Linked DNA regions of Sus scrofa: region 1 is linked to region 2. Evidence: chromatin contacts called from public HiChIP or PLAC-seq data. All regions are on one chromosome and are shown on one strand. Each heading gives the region's core, a stretch centred on a gene start, on an enhancer-like site or on the middle of the called end of the contact. The rest is flanking DNA. Distances are from core to core; before and after follow the strand shown.

What was found. HiChIP or PLAC-seq counts read pairs in DNA pulled down with a chosen protein or histone mark.
Region 1: a contact with region 2 is called in an H3K27ac HiChIP or PLAC-seq map of skeletal muscle. The contact joins two enhancer-like sites. A contact is called at or near these places in 1 of 5 promoter capture datasets (liver), 20 of 47 Hi-C or Micro-C datasets (alveolar macrophages, blood, embryonic fibroblasts and 9 more) and 2 of 2 datasets of contacts at active chromatin or transcription factors (alveolar macrophages and skeletal muscle).

What each region holds. Positions count from the first base shown.
Region 1 is chr17:11,148,068-11,152,255 of Sscrofa11.1, reverse strand. No RefSeq gene overlaps it. Among named protein-coding and RNA genes, the nearest start is that of AP3M2, 17 kb to the left of the region's middle. Within about 2 kb of position 2,530, at least 55 of the 83 cell types and tissues checked have an H3K27ac peak or open chromatin away from gene starts, as enhancers often do. A contact at or near this core is called in alveolar macrophages, fetal liver, liver and 3 more, where this site is marked.
Region 2 is chr17:11,072,348-11,076,987 of Sscrofa11.1, reverse strand. All of the region lies in intron 2 of KAT6A (histone acetyltransferase KAT6A), which reads left to right. Among named protein-coding and RNA genes, the nearest start is that of KAT6A, 35 kb to the left of the region's middle. Within about 2 kb of position 2,642, at least 50 of the 83 cell types and tissues checked have an H3K27ac peak or open chromatin away from gene starts, as enhancers often do. A contact at or near this core is called in alveolar macrophages, fetal liver, liver and 3 more, where this site is marked.

The DNA of each region.
Region 1 (4,188 bases), core at 1,281-3,780, 75 kb before region 2:
TTTGCTCTCTCTCTCTTTCATTCTACATTGGCAATCACCATCCCAGGCCCTGCATTTTCCTCTTCTGTGCAATATTCCACTTCCTCCTCCTCTTTTTTTTTTTTTTTTTTTTTTTTGGTTTTTAGGGCTGTCCCTGCAGCATATGAAAGTTCCCAGGCTAGGGGGTCAATTGGAGCTGCAGCTGCTAGGCCCACACCACAGCCACGGCAAGTTGGGATCTAAGTCTCGTCTGCAACCTTCACCACAGCTCACGGCAATGCTGGATTTTTAACCCACTGCGCAAGGCCAGGATACTTAGTTGGGTTCCTTATGGCTGAGCCACAGTGGGAACTCCTCCTACCTTGCTTTTTCTCTCACCACTATAAGCTTTTTTTCTTTACAGATAGGTCTGGAAAACACCATCTGTTCCAATTTTAAGATCTCTGGTGCAGATTATAGGAGTAGTGATCCTACCAACTTCAAATCCCAGACACAGGGTTAGCAGATTTTTTTTTCATTTTTAAATTTAATTTTTATAAACTTCCTTCACCGACAAAATAAAGGAAATCACATTTAGGTATTCCTGAAAAGTCATAAAAAAGTTTATTCTTTTTTCTTTTTAGGACGTATGGACATTCCCAGGCTAGGGGTCAAATTAGAGCTGAAGCTGAGGTCTACACCGCAGCCACAGCAATGCCAGATCCAAGGCATATCTGTGACCCTATGTTGCAGCTTGCAGCAATGCCGGATCCTTAACCTACCGAGCAAGGCCAAGGATCAAACCCTCAGCCTCATAGACACTATGTCAGTTTCTTAACCAGCTGAGCCACAATGGGAACTCAGAAAACTTTAAAAAAATAGTTTAGTAATACATTTCAGCTAGAAGTCTCGTTATTAACACAACAGTGTAAATTAATTATACTTAAAGAAAATAATTTTTTTTTTTTTTTTTAAAGAAGACCGGAAGTGCCCATCGTGGCTCAGCAGTAACTAACCCAACTAATATCCATGAGGATGCGGGTTTGATCCCTGGCCTCAATCACTGAGTTAAGTATCCAGCTTTGCGGTGAGCTGTGGTGTAGGTCGAAGATGTAGCTGGGATCCCGCCTGCTGTGGCTGTGGTGCAGGCGGGCAGCTACAGCTCAGATTCCACCCCTAGCCTGGGAACTTCTATATGTCAGGGGTGTAGCCCTAGAAAGACAAAAAAGTAAAATATAAAAATAAATAAAAAATAGAAAAGAAGTCTGGGAGTTCCTATTGTGGCTCAGTGGGTAGTGAACCTGACTAGTATCCATGAGGAAGGATGTGGGATCAATCCTTGGCCTCACTCAGTGGATTAAGTTGCTGCAAGCTGACTTGGAGGTGGCAGACGTGGCTTGGCTTGGATCGGGTGTTATTATGGCTCTGGCTGTGGTGTAGGTGGGCAGGTGCAGCTCCGATTCTACCCCTAGTACAGGAACTTCCATATGCCACAGGTGCTTCCCTCAAAAGAAAAAATTTAAAAATACATAAGAGGTCTGATCAAAATACAGGTCATATTGTTATTATATGGCTTTTTTTTTTTTTTTTTTTTTTTTTTTTTGCCAGAAAGCTTCCGGCTGTTTGAAGTTGAGATCCGCAGGACAGTTAACCTACCTGTTCTTGCTCTGAGGAACAGACCTGACCTGCAACTTGGGCGCCGAGAGCGTCCGCGGGCCGGGGCCAGGACAGCAATGAGCTCTCGGCTACGGAAGGTGGCGCTGTTAGGTCTGAGGGGAGAAGGGCTGGCGCCGGGACTCCCGGAGCGGAGTTGAAAAAAGCAACCGGGAAGTCCAAAGTGAGTTCCCCTAGTTAGGACATCACACTTGAGAATGGGACTTCTGGGGACTCAAAGATTTCGGAGAAATGGCAGAAATGCTTCAGGAAGAGTAAATCCCAGAGGAAATTTAGACCAAAACTCCGGGCGGGGACTGCGGGCATCTTCTGGGGTCGCGGCTCCGGGCGCGGGTAGAGGAGTTGGCGCGGAGAGAAGGGGGGCGATGAAAACCAAATGTCTTTCATCCCCTGGAGACAAAGAGGTGCCTTCTTTTGACAACAGCTGCCAGTGCCACACACACCATACGGCGGGGCCGGGGGAGGGGCGCCGGGGGAGCGGCGGGGCCGGGACCGCTCCGACTTCCCACAATGGTGGTTGTCATGGTGACGGGCCATCCATCTAAAGGGGTGGCTGAAAGGACCCATTGTTCCTCAGGCGGGCTGCCCGGGCTGTGCCTGTTTCTGAGACACCTTTAAACACCTCCCCGGCTTCCGGAGGGCTGTGGACCGTGGCTGGTGGCGTCCTCCCGAGCCTTAGGCCCGAGATCGCCGGGCTGTCTGGGTTCTGCTCGCTCTGCGCCGGGAACCTGCGGTCACTCGCCCCTCCCCGTCCCTTCCTTCGCGGGCGTGCAGCCAGCAGCGGAGAACACGTGCGGGGCACACACACACACACACACACACACACACACACACACACACACACACACACGGGCTTGGTAGCCCAGCAAGCACACACACAGAGGCCTGGCAACACAGCCAGTAGGCGCGCACGCGCGCGCGCACACACACACACACACACGGGCTTGGTAGCACAGCTGCCACACAGACACAGACACATATATACATGCGCACACACTGGGTGCCACCTGGGTCTGGAAATCAGCGGGAGACACACACACACACACATACACACAGGCCTGGGCCAGCAGGTGAACTGGAGACTGATAACAAGGATTCTGGAGGAACCACACAAGTACTTGCTGAGATCTAGGGCCTGGAGAAAACCCCGCAGAATGACTTTGCAGTCGTGCTGGAAGAAAAAGGAGTACAAAGCTACAGGGTAATGAAGATTAAAAGTTACAAGGCAGCGTGGCACGTTTCCTTACAACAGCAAACACTTGGAGACAACCGAAAAGTTGGTCCCTGAGGGCTGGTTAAATAATGTGGGGTACATCCGTCTGATGAAATGTTAAGCGGCTGTTAAAATCACAAGGCAGCTCTATATGCGGAGCTCAGGGAATGTTCCGTCTATTCTAAGTTATAAAGCAAAATGCAGAACAGCATGAGTAGCATGTGGACGGGTGTGTACACACACACCGCTGTGCACGTGTGTGTGTGTGTGTGTGTGTGTTTGCATGCCAGGAAGCGGTTGCTTCTTAGGACAGTAACTGTGGGACAGGAATGTACAGCGAGGTGATGGAGAAAACATCCTTTTCATCCTATAGTCTTTTATACCTTTTGGATTTTTGTCCTGTGTACCATGTATTATCCAAAAAATCTTTAAATAACTTTTTGGAGGGTGGGAGATGGGATGGGGGTTTGGGATGGAAATGCTATAAAATTGGGTTGTGATGATCATTGTACAACTATAAATGTAATAAAATTCATTGGGTAACTAAAAGAAAAAAGAAAGAAAAAAAACCCCAAAAAATATTTAAATAACTTTAAAATTGCATCTGAACACTATCTAATGAGATTGGGAATTCTCCATAAAGTGTCTGAGCTCTTTTTAAAAATATTTTAATAAGGGGAGTTCCCATCGTGGCTCAGCGGGTTAAGAACCTGACATAGTGCCTGTGAGGATGAGGATTTGATCCCTGGTCTTGCTCATTGGGTTAAGTATCCAGCATTGCCACAAGCTGTGGTAGAGGTCACAGGTGCAGCTCAATCTGGTGTTGGTGTGGCTGTGGCGTAGGCTGGCAGCTACAGCTCCAATTGGACCCCTAGCCTGGGCACTTCCATATACCGCAGGTGCAATTGTAAAAAGAATAATTAATTAATTAATTAAATTTTACCAAGTATTAAAATTTTTTTATGGTCACCCCAGAGCCTGGGCCAGTGATTGAATCTGAGCTATAGCTACAGCAACACCAGATCATTTACCCACTGTGCCGGGCTGAGGATTGAACCTGTGCTTTGGCAGTGACCCAAGCTGCTGCAGTGGGATTCTTAACCCACTGTACCACAGCAGGAACTCCATTAAGTATGAATTTTTAAAGTATACATGGACAACAAATACCATTAACTCACAGATACAGAAAGAATGACAAAACTTGCAAATACACACCTCTGGGAGCCTACTGTACAATCTATTACATCAAATTAATCACAATTAAACAAATATGACATTAGGGTGATTTTCCTAATTAGAAAATGATTATACAAGTGAAGAAACAAGAAGTGTTCTTCATTTTA
Region 2 (4,640 bases), core at 1,393-3,892:
GAAGGTAAAAAAATGAATGGTAACCACAGTTCAGGTATCTAGTAGTCCACATGTGGCTAGTGGTTACCATATTGGACAGCACAGATCTAGAACATTTTCATCATCACAGAAAGTTCAGTTGAACAGCACTATTCTGAAGAACTGTATTAAAGTATCATTTGAGGACAGTGTTTGTTTTTGTTTATTAAACTTTAGCAGTCTTTGGGAGTTCCCATTGTGGTGCAGTGGAAACGAATCTGGCTGGCATCCATGAGGTCACAGGTTCGATTCCTGGCCTTGCTCAGGGGGTTAAAGATCTGGCATTGCCATGAGCTGTGATGTAGGTCCACAGACATGGCTTGGATTTGATGTTTCTACAGCTCTGAATGGACCCCTAGCTTGGGAACCCCCATATGCTGTGGGTGTGACCCTTAAAAAAAAAAAAAAGAGCTTTAGGATTCTTCGGAGTTAAAAATGTTAGCTTTGAATTATTCACCCTAATGAGATGAGCTTTATGATTTACTATCTATGGAAAGCCTGTCATGTTCACGTTCATATTCAACCTAATCTTTTATTAATCTTTCTGGCTCTGTATAAATCAGTCCTATCAGGCCGGAGGTATTTTGGGCTAAGTAATACAAAATTTGCAGTTGTGTGTTTTATGTTGTTAATGTTTAATATCTTTTAATCCTTAATGCTTAGTATCTTTTTCCTTATCAATAGAATGAGGATAATGAGGTAACGACTACATGGAATTTGAATTAATTGATGGGTTATGAAGTTAACACTTTTTTTTTTTTTTTTCATGTTTTTGCCATTTTCTTGAGCCGCTCCCTCGGCATATGGAGGTTCCCAGGCTAGGGTTTGAATCGGAGCTGTAGCCACTGGCCCACACCAGAGCCACAGCAATGCTGGATCTGAGCCGCGTCTGCAACCTACACCACAGCTCATGACAACGCCGGATCCTTAACCCACTGAGCAAGGGCAGGGATCGAATCCGCAACCTCATGGTTCCTAGTCGGATTCGTTAACCACTGAGCCACGATGGGAACTCCTAAAGTTAACACTTTGAATCTTGATGAGTCTCCTGGTCCTAGCAGAAATCTTGTTGAAGTTATCTAAGCCTCAGCTCTCCTTCAGACTCTAAATCCTTGACGTCAGGACTCTCAGCTCAGTGCCTCATTGAACAGTCTGCACCCTTGTTAAGTCACTGCTCTGGACCAGTCACTGTCTTATATTATTTGCTAATTCATTTATGATTACCCTTAACTAGATTATGAGCTCCTTGGAAGTAGGAAACCCTGTTTTGTATTTAAAAATACCTATAATTTTAGAAGTTAAGAACTGAAAGAGACTTCAGAGATAATCATGCCACATATTTTCGTTTTGCAAATGAAGAATGTGACAGGTTAAGTTGGTCATAGTTGGAGAACTAGGACCAGAAAACTTGCATAGCTTCCTATCAAGCTGTCTCCTTAATTAGCTGATTTTAAAATTTGAAGTGAAGGAAGTCCTAAGCACAGCTGTTGGTTGAAGCCGATATATTTTGTGTGTGTAAACTATGTCAGTGTAGACCAAGGTTATTTATAACTACTGATTTCAACACATGATATTTCCTGTTTGTTTCTTATGACACATTCTTAGGGGCAGATTGTATGCTATTTTTGGAGATATAGCGTTTTGATCTTGAAAAGGCATTTTTTGGTTTTAGACTAGAATGGATTGGTTCCTCAGGTTAAATGCATATTCAGGGTTTTTGTTTTCATGTGTTGCATCTGGTAGTAGTGACTTATATAATGTTTCATGGGGTTGGAGTATCCATTTATTGAAACTAATAGTTTTGAGTTTCTATGAGCTATGAATTCTGATCTCTACTTTTACATTCCAGTTCTAGTTTCAGTTTCAGTATTGTTTTTGTGTACACACATGCACACCAGCCCAGACAAGCATAGAGCAGTGCTAAGAACAGCAAACTTTCCCACTTATAGATAGGACTAATGTTTCTAAGATGTCTGAACTGTTCCTTAAGATTCATTTTTATTTCCTGTTGTCATTGGCAATGTGTACATTAGGTATTTATAAAGTAATGGTTATTTGACAGGAGACTTTTGCTTTTCAGCTGCGTTACTGGTTTATTTCTGTTGTAGCACATGCCTGTAGTGGGCATGGACCAGAGCAGCTCAGGTTTTTTTGTGGAATGCTTGTTGTTTCTCCACAGGGTTAGAATACCTCTCCTCCTTCCTTCTTCCAAGAACCGAAATCAATTTCAGAAGGGAGTCATTGCTTGTGAATCAAGACTTCAAGACTTTAATTACAGGCTTTCTTCCTTTTGAAGGCAGTTCCCTCTTCAGTTGATCTTTGGGTGGAGTGTGTGCCTCTGTGTGCGTGTGCGTGTGTGTGTGTGTGTGTGTGTGTGTGTGTGTGCGCTCCTGCGCTTGCATGCTTGCGCTTGCAGCATTTGGATCTGTGCAGCGGCAGCGCACTGGCTTTCTAGACATCCTTTGTATAGTAACAGCATGTGCGGTAGGACTGGCAGCCTGTAAAACAGTTTCTTCCTCTTCCCCCTCTTCTCAATCTCCCTCCCCCTCTAGATCTGGTGACATTACATAGATAAATGTGCTGGCTAGGAAAACAGCAGAAGGAGTTGAATGTCTGCCAAAAATGTGCAGCATGAAGCCAAGCTGGCTGCTCAGGCTCGCGTCCCCCATCTCTCATTGTGTGTGCAGTCTGCGTGCCCAGGGCTTTCCTTGTAGAGGATTACGTCACTGTGTTCCACCCTCATTACATCTCTTCTTTTCTTTTGAAAAGCTACTGTCCTCAGGCTTCAAACTTGTTAAACACTTAAGGCTTTATATATACTTTTATGGAGGTAGTAGTGAAGATGAAACAGATTTAAGTCTGGAAGAGACTTTAATTTGATGTAGTATTGACTTGGGTTACGTGAGTGTGCAGACACACGTGTGTTCCTGGGCAATCTTAGGGTGGTGTAGAGAAGTAAGGTTCTGGTAAATACCTGAAATTATTACATTACTTGAAAAAAATCTCTTCTTCAGGAGGAGAGATCTTCTCAAAGGACTTTGAGGACAGCTTAGAGAAGCACGGTTTTTTAGTTGTTGATCAGCATTGCAGATAGACATTTCTAAAACAGAAGTGACTTCATTTATTTATTGTGTTGGATAAAGAAGGTAGTATGAGATCTTGAAATTTGGGGTTCTTAATTTTAAGACTACTAATAAAGTTGAGTATCTTTTTTTTTTTTTTTTTTTTTTTTTTGTCTTTTTATCTTTTCTAGGGCCGCACCCGAGGCATATGGAGGTTCCCAGGCTAGGGGTCTAATTGGAGCTGTAGCTGCCTGCCTGCGCCAGAACCACAGCAATGTGGCATCCGAGTCGAGTCTGCGATCTACACCACAGCTCATGGCAACGCTGGATCCTTAATCCACTGATCGAGGCCAGGGATTGAACCCGCAACCTCAGGGTTCCTAGTTGGATTTGTTAACCACTGAGCCACGATGGGAACTCCTAAAGTTGAGTATCTTGACTGTGTAAAATGTCAGTGATTTCAGAGAAAAAAATAGCTTTTTATTCTTTTTCATAATTTAGTGAGACTTTACATCCATGTTCAAAGAAAATGGTTTTAGCTGTTAATTAAAGATTTATATAATCTTTAAAAAAAAATCTAGATGTGGTCCTCCTTTTTCATTTTAGGGAAGCATTATTTCCATAGGTTCATTTGGGTGAAAATACTATAGTATAGTATATTGCATTTGTTTCTTATCATGTGTTACACTGTATTATAATGTATTTTTAATGCGTATATTCTATTTTTACAACTAGATTGTAAGACCCAGAAGCAAGGAACTAGTTTTGTTTCTCTAGCATCTAATTCAGCATTCTTACACATAAGTGCTATGGATAATAGTATGTGAAGGTAATATTGAAGGTGAAATTGCACGAGGTGATTTTATTAGCTAACTGTCTTAGTCAGCTAAAGCTCCCATTACAGAATATCAGAGACTGGGTTGCCTAAAAAATAGGAATGTCTGGAGTTCCCTTTGTGGCTCAGTGGTTAATGAACCCTACTAGGATCCATGAGCTTGTGGGTTCGATACCTGGCCTCGCCCAGTGGGTTAAGGATCCAGCATTGCCGTGAACTATGTAGGTCACAGAGGCGGCTTGGATCTGGCATTGCTATGGCAGCGGTATAGGCTGGCACCTGTAGCTCCAGTTCAACCCCCAGCCTGGGAACCTCCATATGCCGTGGGTGCGACCCTAAAAAGACAATAAATCAATAAGTCAATCAATCAATAAAAAATTGTATATATAGGAAAAGTCGAGAACAAAGTACGAGAAAAGCATGCACAATGCCAGGTTGAAGAGTGTAGGCTCTAGAGCCAGAATGCCTGGGGTTTGTATCTGGGCTCTGCCACTTTTTATGACCTTGGATATATTAATCTTTCTAGGGAACTGTGTATCATGGTGGGAAAATGGTAATAATGGTACCTACCCCATAAGACACTTGTTAGATCTAAAAGTTTTAGTACCTGCAAAGCATATATAACAGTGCTGTGAGCGGCTGCGGCTGCAGCTGCAGTGTATCCAAGTTCCTGGGCCAGGGATTGAATCTGAGCCACAGCTGTGACCTACGCCACAGCTGTGGCA